Linked DNA regions of Xenopus laevis: region 1 is linked to region 2. A link is a contact called in public Hi-C data. All regions are on one chromosome and are shown on one strand. Each heading gives the region's core, a stretch centred on a gene start, on an enhancer-like site or on the middle of the called end of the contact. The rest is flanking DNA. Distances are from core to core; before and after follow the strand shown.

What was found. A called contact is a pair of places that touch in the nucleus more often than the background predicts.
Region 1: a Hi-C map of the XL177 cell line shows a contact between it and region 2, with 7 times the contacts expected there. The contact joins the promoter of fam43a.S here to the promoter of xxylt1.S in region 2. A contact is called at or near these places in 2 of 4 Hi-C or Micro-C datasets (the XL177 cell line and the XTC cell line).

The regions. Positions count from the first base shown.
Region 1 is chr5S:93,112,233-93,117,537 of Xenopus_laevis_v10.1, reverse strand. fam43a.S (family with sequence similarity 43 member A S homeolog) reads left to right here and starts at 3,795. Exons shown (of 1, transcript NM_001092413.1): 1 at 3,795-5,305. The coding sequence starts at 3,946. The coding sequence ends at 5,004.
Region 2 is chr5S:92,826,855-92,832,036 of Xenopus_laevis_v10.1, reverse strand. It overlaps xxylt1.S (xyloside xylosyltransferase 1 S homeolog), which reads right to left and starts at 3,299. Exons shown (of 4, transcript NM_001093082.1): 1 at 2,522-3,299. The coding sequence starts at 3,007.

The DNA.
Region 1 (5,305 bases), core at 2,546-5,045, 290 kb before region 2:
ATAAATTATTATTATTATTTAGCAACCCATGAAAACCAAAAAACACTAATGGGGCAGATTTATCAAGGGTCGAAGTGAATTCGAAGGAATTTTCAAAGTAAAAAAATTCAAAATTCAAAGTAATTTTTTGGATACTTCGACCATCGAATAGGATACAAAGACTTCGAATTTACATACATAATCGAAGTACTGTTTCTTTAAAAAAACTTCGACTTCAATACTTCGCCAAATTAAACCTGCCGAAGTCGAAGTAGAATCGTTCGACCGTACGATAAAATCACACGATTTTACTTCGACCGTAGAATACCCAAATTCGATGAAAAAAGTTTCGATATTCTGTATTTTTTACTTCGAAATTCGACCCTTGATAAATCTGCCCCTAAATGCTACTTGCCAGACGGTTGCTGTATAACTAATTGTAACATGCATGAGTAGACATTTACATCTTAAAATGTTATGAATAGGTTATGAATATAATAATAATCAGGAGTGCCACAGAAAGGAAAAAGCTGGGGTTCATTTACCAGCAAAGGGGGACATTTTACCTTGTAACAGGAACCAATCAGCTAGCTGCTTTTATTTTTTTTTACCTGCATACAGAGCAGATCTAATTCCTGATTGATTGCTACTGGTTACTGCAAAGTGACAAAATGATCCGGCTTTGGTAAATGAAAATACACTGATACTATTCTAGGGTGTGTGTATAAACTGATAGTACACTTTATTTTCTTTTAACAACATATAATGCATCATGCAGCTTTATAACTGTTTAGAATTAGGGCTCTTACACAGATGCATGTATGCACCAAACGCAGTTGAAATGCAACATCCCACATGCGTTTGGCACTTACATGCGTCTGTGTGAGTACAGCCCCCTTCACAGTAATTAAGTGGGTCTACTCCTGTGCTCCCCTGCGGCTGAACAGAAGAAAGCACAACGCAGGGGAGCGCAGGGAAAACTGCCCGTGAATAAGAGCCCTTAAGGTGGGAACAAGGGTTGTTAATAACCACAGTTAATATAAAAAAAGCAGGGCTGGATAGATGCATCCACTATGCAATTTAAAGTGCACCATATTAAGAGGTTTGTTTGTACCCCTAAGTAACCTTCCACACCTTCTGTTTTGCAGTCACTGACATTGTTTAATATAGTACAGTTGTATTTGTAACATTTCCTATTACTGAAATGTTTAGTGATGTCACTTTTGACAAATAATGGCCAGACAGAAGCAGTTCTTTATCATCAGCCACAAGGTGGCCATTCCTACCCTGCCAGGATCTGTATATAATAAAAGTAATCCAGTCCTGCATCCACTTCAGCTCTAGAAAGTAAGCAGCACTCTTGAGAAGTCTGCATTCATTTTATTTAACAAAGTGCACTTTGTGCACAACCCTGGAGAGGGTAAGTTGCATCTTAGAAGGAGCAGGTTAGTTTACATAATATCCAGGTCAGGCTAATTCTGGCTCAGGCTGCTCCCAGTAGATCTGTCAGCCTACAAGTGCAATGAATTATTTAATTAGCCAGCAGCATTCAAGCTCGTTAACCATTTGCCAGCCAGGTTCATTTTGCTGGCAGAGTTAAGTTGTGGAAGTGGTGATTTTAATGACTTCCCTGTTTAAGCAGAGGCTTTAGTATACATACCCAATATCAAGGGGTTATTGATTTTAATACAGCCCTGCTTCTTGCTTAAGAGGGAGTCAGGGTGGAGCTAGTTATCTTATCTCTTGGTGACCTTTAGATAAGTTAACTGATCCATCAACCTGTATCAAGTCCCAAAATGAGCCAGACAATTTTGTGGTGGTTTATATTGATTGAATAAGCAAGTGATTTATCATTGCTGTTATCTACAGTGTTCCAATACAGTATGTCCCTTGTTCCCAGCACACGGTCATGTTAGCTATTAGCCAACAATTCAGATATGAGTCACCTGCTTGGTCATATAAAAAAGCTGGATTTTTATGTCTAATATTTGTCCTGTAAATGGGGAAGTGGTTAAACTGGGCATTGAAATGTCACATGGTTTGTTAATATGTTGGGAAGAAGGTATTGCAGCTAATCATTGCAACAAGTATGATAAAGGTAAAATATTGCCGCTTTGCTCTTTAGTTTCCCTTAAACTGACTGTGCAGTATGGTAGCTCTTGTTGTGTCCACAGAACCTTATTTCTCCGCATACCTACATTAACACATTCATGTGAGCTGCTATTTAAAGGCCCTTATACACAATTTTTAACCTGTGATCCTCTGCAGTGTTTTTTGTGTGTTCCATTGCACATGAACACAGGAGTTAACCCTATAGACTCTTATTAATGGCGATTGTGGTGATGGGATCACACTGTGGAAAAAGCCAATTGCAAATGATACAATGTGTGTTTGGTTTTTCACTGCCCGCCCATTGGTACATTCCCTATAAAGAAGCATGGGGTCGGTCAACTCCTGTGTTCCTATGCACTGGAACACATTAAAAAGCCATATCTCAAGTTTCCAAAATTTGAAGATTTCATAGTTTTTCATATAAGGTCCTAACCAGTGACATAACTACCAGAGGTGCAGGGGGTATGATTGCACCCAGGACAGCTGGAGCCATGAGAAGTCTTAGGGTGAAGACATATGTGGCCGGGAGTGTGGCCACATGTGCATCCGGGGAAAAATAGAAGGTAACCGCGCTTGCACACCCTGGCTCTCCAGGAAACGAATACCTGGTGCTTGGTGAAGGAGGCCTCAGCAACCTCAAATTTCATAAGTAGGAAGAATTTCACTGGCACTCAAGCATGCTCGACAAAGGGGTTTACCCTGAAAAGTTGCACCTTCGCAAAATAAACTCACCAAGGGCTTGTACCTGCTTGAATTGAACCTGAGTGCCAGTGAAATTCTTCCTACATATGAGCAACCGGGCCTGCTGATGACTAGTTATGCCACTGGCCCTGACTAGTTTCCATGCTGGGTCCCCTAACCGCAGCATTGGTCTCTCCTAGGGCTTCAGCTCCAGTTTGAGAAACACTGCTGTAGCTTCAAGCTGTATGGTAACTGTGAGGGGGTCAGAAGTGGAAAACTAATACACCAACTGTAATTTGGTATCAGTTAAATAAACCCTTGTGTTTTAGGTAGTGGTTAATGCAGGTGCGAGTTACTGTATATTAGAACAGTCCGACTGAAGGTCTACAAGCTGAAAATATCCCTCAATGAGATTTTTAGTTTGGATCTCAGACTTGAATATAATTTGATATCGTAAATATTATAATATCTGCACACACAAGATGATTATGCAGTCGGGGAGTAGACCCCTTTTATTATGCCAACAAAAATTCAACATTTCGGAGGGAACACCGTCCCTGATGAAGGCAGGGTGTTCCCCCAGGGAGGGTGTTCCAAACGTGGAATTTTTGGTGGCATAATAAAAGGGGTCTACTCCCCGACTGCATAATCTCGAGTGTGTGCGGATCTGTTTCCAAACATTTGTTGTCTAGAAGTTTAAAGAAAGATTGCCCCTGTATCCAGTACAAGCCATGTCTGATCTAGGCATTGCAAATAAGATAAAATATAGTGGCTGTATAGCGGCAGAAAAGTAAAATTCTATAAATCATAGAATAGGACTCTACAGTAAAGGCACCCGTAGTGCTTGAAAGCTTTCATATCTACTTCTCATTCATATGATTTGCTGTGCGAATGGCCAGGTGTAATGATTTGGCCCGTTCATTGGTGCGGCTCCCCTGCTTTGGGAGGGCGAATGGTTCACTCCAGACTATATTTACAGCTGCACTGAGCTGAGTCTGACAATGAGAAGGCAGGGAGCGAGTGGCGGAGTCGGAGGGAGGAGCGTATTGTACATGAGATGATCTGTAGCAGGCGCTGTACACATCCCCGCTGCTCAGCACAATGCCGCGTTAATACGAGCGCTATCAGTGCGCCCTGCGCTTCACTCTCCTCGGCTGTTATTTGCACAGCGACATGCTGCCCTGGAAGAAAAGCAAATTCGACCTGATCGAGGAGGATCCGAAGCAGGGGAAGCAGAAGGGCTATGCGGTGAGCCTCAACTACAGCGCCCTCACCTCCTTCGCTAAGTCCTGCCCGGAGGGGGCCCTGACTCGGGTGGGCAGCATGTTCAAGTCCAAGAGGAAGAAGATCAAGATCACGGGGGAAGACCCGACATACACGGTGCTGTACTTGGGCAACGCTACGACCCTTCAGTCCAAGGGAGAGGGCTGCACGGACCTAGCGGTGAGCAAGATCTGGAGCAAGAGCGAGATGGGCAAACACGGCACCAAGATGAAGCTGACTATCAGCTCGCAGGGGATCCGCATGGTGCACGTGGAAGACAAAGCCAAGCGGCCCGGACACCTGTATCTGCTGCACCGAGTCACCTACTGCGTGGCCGACCCCCGGCTGCCCAAGATCTTTGCCTGGATCTACCGGCACGAGATGAAGCACAAGGCGGTGATGCTGCGATGTCACGCGGTGCTGGTGTCCAAGCCCGAGAAGGCGAAAGCCATGGCCCTGCTCCTGTACCAGACCTCCGCCAACGCCCTGGCCGAGTTCAAGAGGCTCAAACGGAGAGAGGATTCCCGGCACCAGCAGCAACAGCTGATCGGCGAGCACAGCATCCCCTTAGTGCCCATGAGGAAGCTCCTCAACGGACAGTCCTGCTACAAACCCCCCGTGGAGCGGAGTCGGAGCGCCCCCAAGCTGGGCTCAATCACGGAGGATCAGCAGGGGGAGGAGGAGGAGGAGAGGGCGATGAGCTTCGAGTGTGAGGATGTGCTGGATACCGGGGGTGGAGGGGAGCCTGGGGAGGAGGAGGAGGAGGTGAAGCGGGAGCTGTCTCAGCTCATCAGTGATCTCGGGGAGATGAGTCTGGGCAATGACTTGCAGACCCTGAAGGCGGACCTGAGAGTGACCAGGCTCCTGTCGGGGGAGAGTACGAGCAGCGAGTCGTCTATAGAGAGTAACCAGGACTCTGGACTCATCACCAACGGCTTCGAGGAATGCAGAGAAGCAGAGACTGTATGAGAAGGGCCCCCCACTGGCTCATCCTCACTCACTGACTCTGCCCAGAACACTGACACCTCATTTATTCTTCAGCCAACCTGCTTCTTCTTTCCTTTCATCTTCAGCACAGACCATTAAGTCGCAGCTTTTCAACCTTTCCGGTACCATATTTTATTGAGACATTGATTCCCCGATGGCACCTTAATCCTGTACCACATGTTCATTACTTTATGGAATGGAAGAGCCTATAGAACCTGTGTGATTGTCAGGAGGATCCTTATTGCTGGCATAGAGTGAGGATCTCCAGCTGGAAACCCTCTGC
Region 2 (5,182 bases), core at 2,050-4,549:
CCATACATGCAATTCATTGTGCATGCGTGCTGCCGTGCATGGGTGGGGTGTGGGCGACCTGGCCACCCGGGTTGCCTAGGACGCCCAGCCAGCTTGGCCCAGCCCTGACGCTAACACTACAGAATATTTCAATACATACAAAACCCTTTGATTTTTTGCTGTCACTGGTCCTTTAAAGTGCCCATGATCAGACAACTTGCTGTAATTCAAGGTTTTACAATGAAGACTTTTCATATTTACAAACAAACATGGCAGCTGCAGGGAACATACAGTGGTATAGCAATCTAATTAAAGCAAAGACTTAACTTCCAAATTCCTGTTACGGTATATAGATTTTTCAATAAAAAAGGAGAACTGCACATACAGCAAAATCATGTCCATCATCCCTAACCCTTCCCCCTCAGTCTTTTGCGCTCCATTATGGCTTTCAATCTATGTTTCAGTCTGCACTTCTTAAAGGACCAGTAACATCAAAATTAATTTTTTTAAAAATTCGGTCGCCGTATCGCCGTTTCTGTAGAGGACAGGAAGCAGAGTTTCTGTAAGTTACTTATTAATAAAGACTTTGGGATTTTAAAGTATAATTTGTCTTTGTTGTTTTTTTCCTGTGTACTAATGATTTTTTTACATTTTTTTTTGATGTTACTGGTCCTTTAAAGGACAAGGAAAACCATAATAGAAATGTTCACCAGAAAAAGCACATAAACCAATCTGTACAGAAATTCCTTAGTAGCGAAGTACTAAGCCATGCATTTTTTAACTGTTGGCACTGCCAGTCCCTTCCCCCCATGCACACCTTTTGCCACTATAGGGGGAGGGCAGAGATCAGGCAGAGATTAATCGTAGAGGACAGGTGGGAATCCGATCTGGGTCAGCCCACTTGGTTCTTGCTGGTGTTCTGCTGGCCCAGTCCGACTATGCAGCAGCTCCACTCCTGACAGTCACTGTGAAGCCATTGGCCTAGTCAGTTATTAAGTACACCATACATGCACTGAATACGTTCTCATTTGATCAGCTTAGGTGCAACTGCAGAAGAGGCTACTCTGTTAAACTAATCTGCCCCCTACTCCACTGCATGCTTGCCCATGTGCCCAGGTAGGTGGACTAAAGTTGCCACCTCACCCCTTTAAAACCGAACACATATGGACTCCACAGCTTGCCTGGCTAATTAGCAATTCATCTAGATGCATGATGCATGGCTGCACATAAATCAGTTCAGTCTGCAGGATGCATCTAAATTAGCTAGGCAGGCTGTGGATTCCATATGTGTTCGGTTTTAAAGGGGTGAGGTGGCAACCCTAAGGTGGACCCGGGTTTTCTCGCTGAAGGACAGTTCTAAACAAACAAAAATTTTTAATGGGGTTCACACATAAACAGATCATTAGAATACCATAAAGCAAACTACACAGAAAAGCTGGGCATTAGTGACCAGCACTAGTACCCAAGAACAGCACCAAAAAAAGAAAGTAAGCACACTAAAAGTAGGGATGTACTGAACCCTGCTTTTTAGGGTTTGTGAAATCCCAGAATGCCAGGGTTATGGATTCTGCCAAATACAGAACCAAATCTGAACCCTTCGTTAGCCCATCATACAGGGGCTGTAGTGGAAATACCCAGTGTGCATGTGCCAATTTTTTTTCAGTTAGAAAGGGTTCGGATTTGCTTCAGCCAGGTTCTTGGATTTGGGCAAATCCGAAACTTGCTAATAATAGCTTCGATTCGGACGGGTCCTGAACTAAAACCAGGATTAGGTGCATCCCTAATAACAAGCTATAACTTCAGAAACTTCGAAATTCATATATATCATTCTTGATTCATTCTTAGGCTTCCACTGAATGTCCTACATAGACAAAGATAAAATATGAGTAGGAAGAGCAGTTGCAGGCTGTGGGAAAAGAGAGACAAAAGTTGCTAAAAGAGAATAGATTCCCTACCCTGATCAATGCCATTTGCTACTCCCAATACACCTAAAATTAGGTCACTAATATTTATTACATAAGGAGCCAGCCATAACAGTTGTGTCAAGGGAGCCCCCACAATCAAAAGTGAAGATCCCTTACATGACATGTATGGGGCACAGCAGCAAAATCCGGTAGATGGGAGGAATTCACTTTGGCCCTTGACTTTGCTATCAGGAGACAGCAGACACTGGCAAGTTTGAAACGGGGGTTTACAGAGCTTTCTCCTTCCTTTTGTCAGAAAGTAAGAATTGGGTATGAGGTGGGACAAGGGACAGATGCAGGGAGGTTTGCTGGGGGCAATCGAGCGTAAAAAAAAAAAAATCGCCCTTGGCTAGGTTAAGTCACCCTTGGTTAGACTATTTATTAATCTGCCCCTGTTGGAATGACAGATTACATTATAAATGTTTCAGGGTGGGGGACTTCCTACTGTGTCTTTTCCCACAATGCACTTTATCTCTGCATACTTATAATGTTTGTCTTCCCTGTGTTCAAATTCATGACAAATCTATAGTGGTGCATAAATCCCGTTGGCACTGCCCAGTCATGCTGCCCCCCCATACCTTATATTTGAAGCTGGCCCCTTGCAGCAGGTCCCTTAGCAGGGCTTTGCCTATCTCTTTGCTTGGCTCATCAGATACAAAGTGAAGGCAGAGCACTTCGTTACTCTCAAACTTGCCGTACTTGACGAGGGAACTGAGTGCCACCTGGAACTTGTCCTGCAGGCCTGGGTTCCTGTGCACCTTGGTGAACATCATCAGCAGGTGATAGTCCAGTGGCCCATGGCTCTCCAGGATCTTGCCCTTCTCGCTGAGCTTCAGTTCTGAGGAGGAGGCAAGGTCTACTTCAGTGCTGGTGCTCTGGGCTGCCCAGTTCTCTTTAATCCGCTTGGTGGTACTGGAGAAATTCTCCCTTCCTGAGCCAAGGTAATAAAAAGCAAAGACTGCCAGGGCTGCGGCCAACAATAACACCCCATGCAGGGCCCTCATGCTGGTGATCCTCCAAGCCATATCTTTAGCAGCCTTCTCCCCCACAGGACTATTTCTCATACAGCCAAACTCACATTCTGTAGCAGCCTGCTGGAAGCCATGTTGGATGACCTAAGAGCGTCACATGACACTACCTCTTCCAGCCAATCACAATGCACAATTGCTCCCACCGGCTGCTCTAATACAGATATATATAACTGATTGTAGAAGCAAGTTCTCCAGCATGTAGTGTGCCCGGTGCTGTTAGACTAGTTGGGAATCGTGCGCAAGCAGCACACAGCTACCGTTTGTCATTTCTCTACTGCACGTTTCATTATCCTCTGCCCCCTCCTCTGTCAGAAATCAGTCCTCCTCCAATCAGACTCCATCTTTCCCTTCCCATGCTAGTTTATTTCACATCCGTTTTCCCTCAGCCGGTGTTACTCACCAGTTCCTCCTGACTCCCCCTACATTCATCCTGCAATTGTTCGTTCCGCCTCTACCTGCGTGTCAGCCAATCGGTAACAAGGGCGGGTTTCTATAGCTAAGCAAAGCCTAACATAGGAGGGACTGGCTCATGTTTATTTACAATATGGGCAGCACAAACTTGTACAAAGATATTTGCTGCGAGCAAAATACACGCATTGCTGCCTAAATCTTCAAAGCTCCTGTTTGCTGTTCTCATGTGGTGGATGGTTTTACAGGAATTTACAAGATTAACAAATATGATACTGTACATGGAATGGCGACAGCCGACAGTGCCATCCTGCTATTAGTTCTGGGGAAATTATACATTCTATTGCCACTCTGTTCCTTTATAGTTTTATAATACACAAAAGCCATGAATATCTTGTAAATGATATAGTGAATAAAGTACCCCTTCTTGTAAAATATAAGGATATTAAAAGTTACCGAGGAGTTTCATGACCATATAAAAACATGAGGTCGAAGGTCATGGAACTCCGAGGTAACTTCTAATATCCTCCTATTTTACAACTGGGGGTACTTTATTTATTATAATACACAAGATTCAGTGAGTCATGTGACAGAAATGACATCAGAACTCACCGTTTTAACTGATGACATCACAGTTTATAAGAAAATAATTTCCTAGATATTCATGGCTTTTGTGTATGATAATAATATATTCCCTGATGGTGGGGCTCGTGCCAGGCACACACCTTGCCTTCTCTGACTTCCTAATCTTCTCTCAGCAGGTACCAACCTAACCCAAGCTCAGCAGTGCAGATAAAAATCGACTAAAGAAATAACTTTGCTAGATCATGGACCCTTGTGTCTCCAGGGGCATCCACGACCCTGATTAATTGTTGCATATTTCTATACTTTTGGGAGTGGAAGTAGCTTAGAAGGGGGCCCTCCACAAAGTGTAGCCCAGGATCTCATTTAAGGAAAACTATACCCCCAGAACAATGTAGGTTTCTAGTAGATATTGCCTAAAACAGCTCATATGTAAAACCCTGCTACATGTAAATAAACCATTTTCATAATATACTTTGTAAGTAGTATGTGCCATTGGGTAATCATAAACATTTAAAAAAAAATAAGGGCCGTCCCCTGGGATCCTTGGATTCACGGTGCACACAAACAAACCATACATGTTAGGTAACATGACAGAGTTCTGTCTTTTGCTTCCACACTTCTTCCTGTTACAGTAAAAGCTGTAGTATTTCTGGTCAGGTGATCTCTAAGGCAGCACACAGACCATCACAAAACACAGGTTAGTTGGTTCTTATGAATGCTATACGTACCTGATTGATTGTAAAGCTCCACTGGTGCTTGGTACTTAGTATGTGTGCAGAGTGCTACGGACGATGTTTGCTATATAAACTATGGGTATGGTATAACTGTGCCACTATAGTGTAAGGGTACATTTACTCACTCCCTAGCATATCAACACAATGAGTTTACCATCAGCGCAGGATTAAAGGAAAACTATACCCCCAAAATGAATACTTAAGCAACAATTTATATCACATTAAGTGGCATATTAAAGAATCTTGCCAAACTAGAATACATATTTAAGTAACTATTGCTCCTTTACATCTCTTGTCTTGAACCACTATTTTTGGGGTGAGGGAGGAAACCCACACAAGCATAGGGACAGTGGAGTAACTTTGGGGGAAAAACCTGTGGGGCACCCTCCACGTCAATGATTTCACAGGCCACAACAGCCTGGGTCTGGTCTGCTTCCTCTGTAGTTATGGCACTATATAGGAAGAACATATAACCTACTTG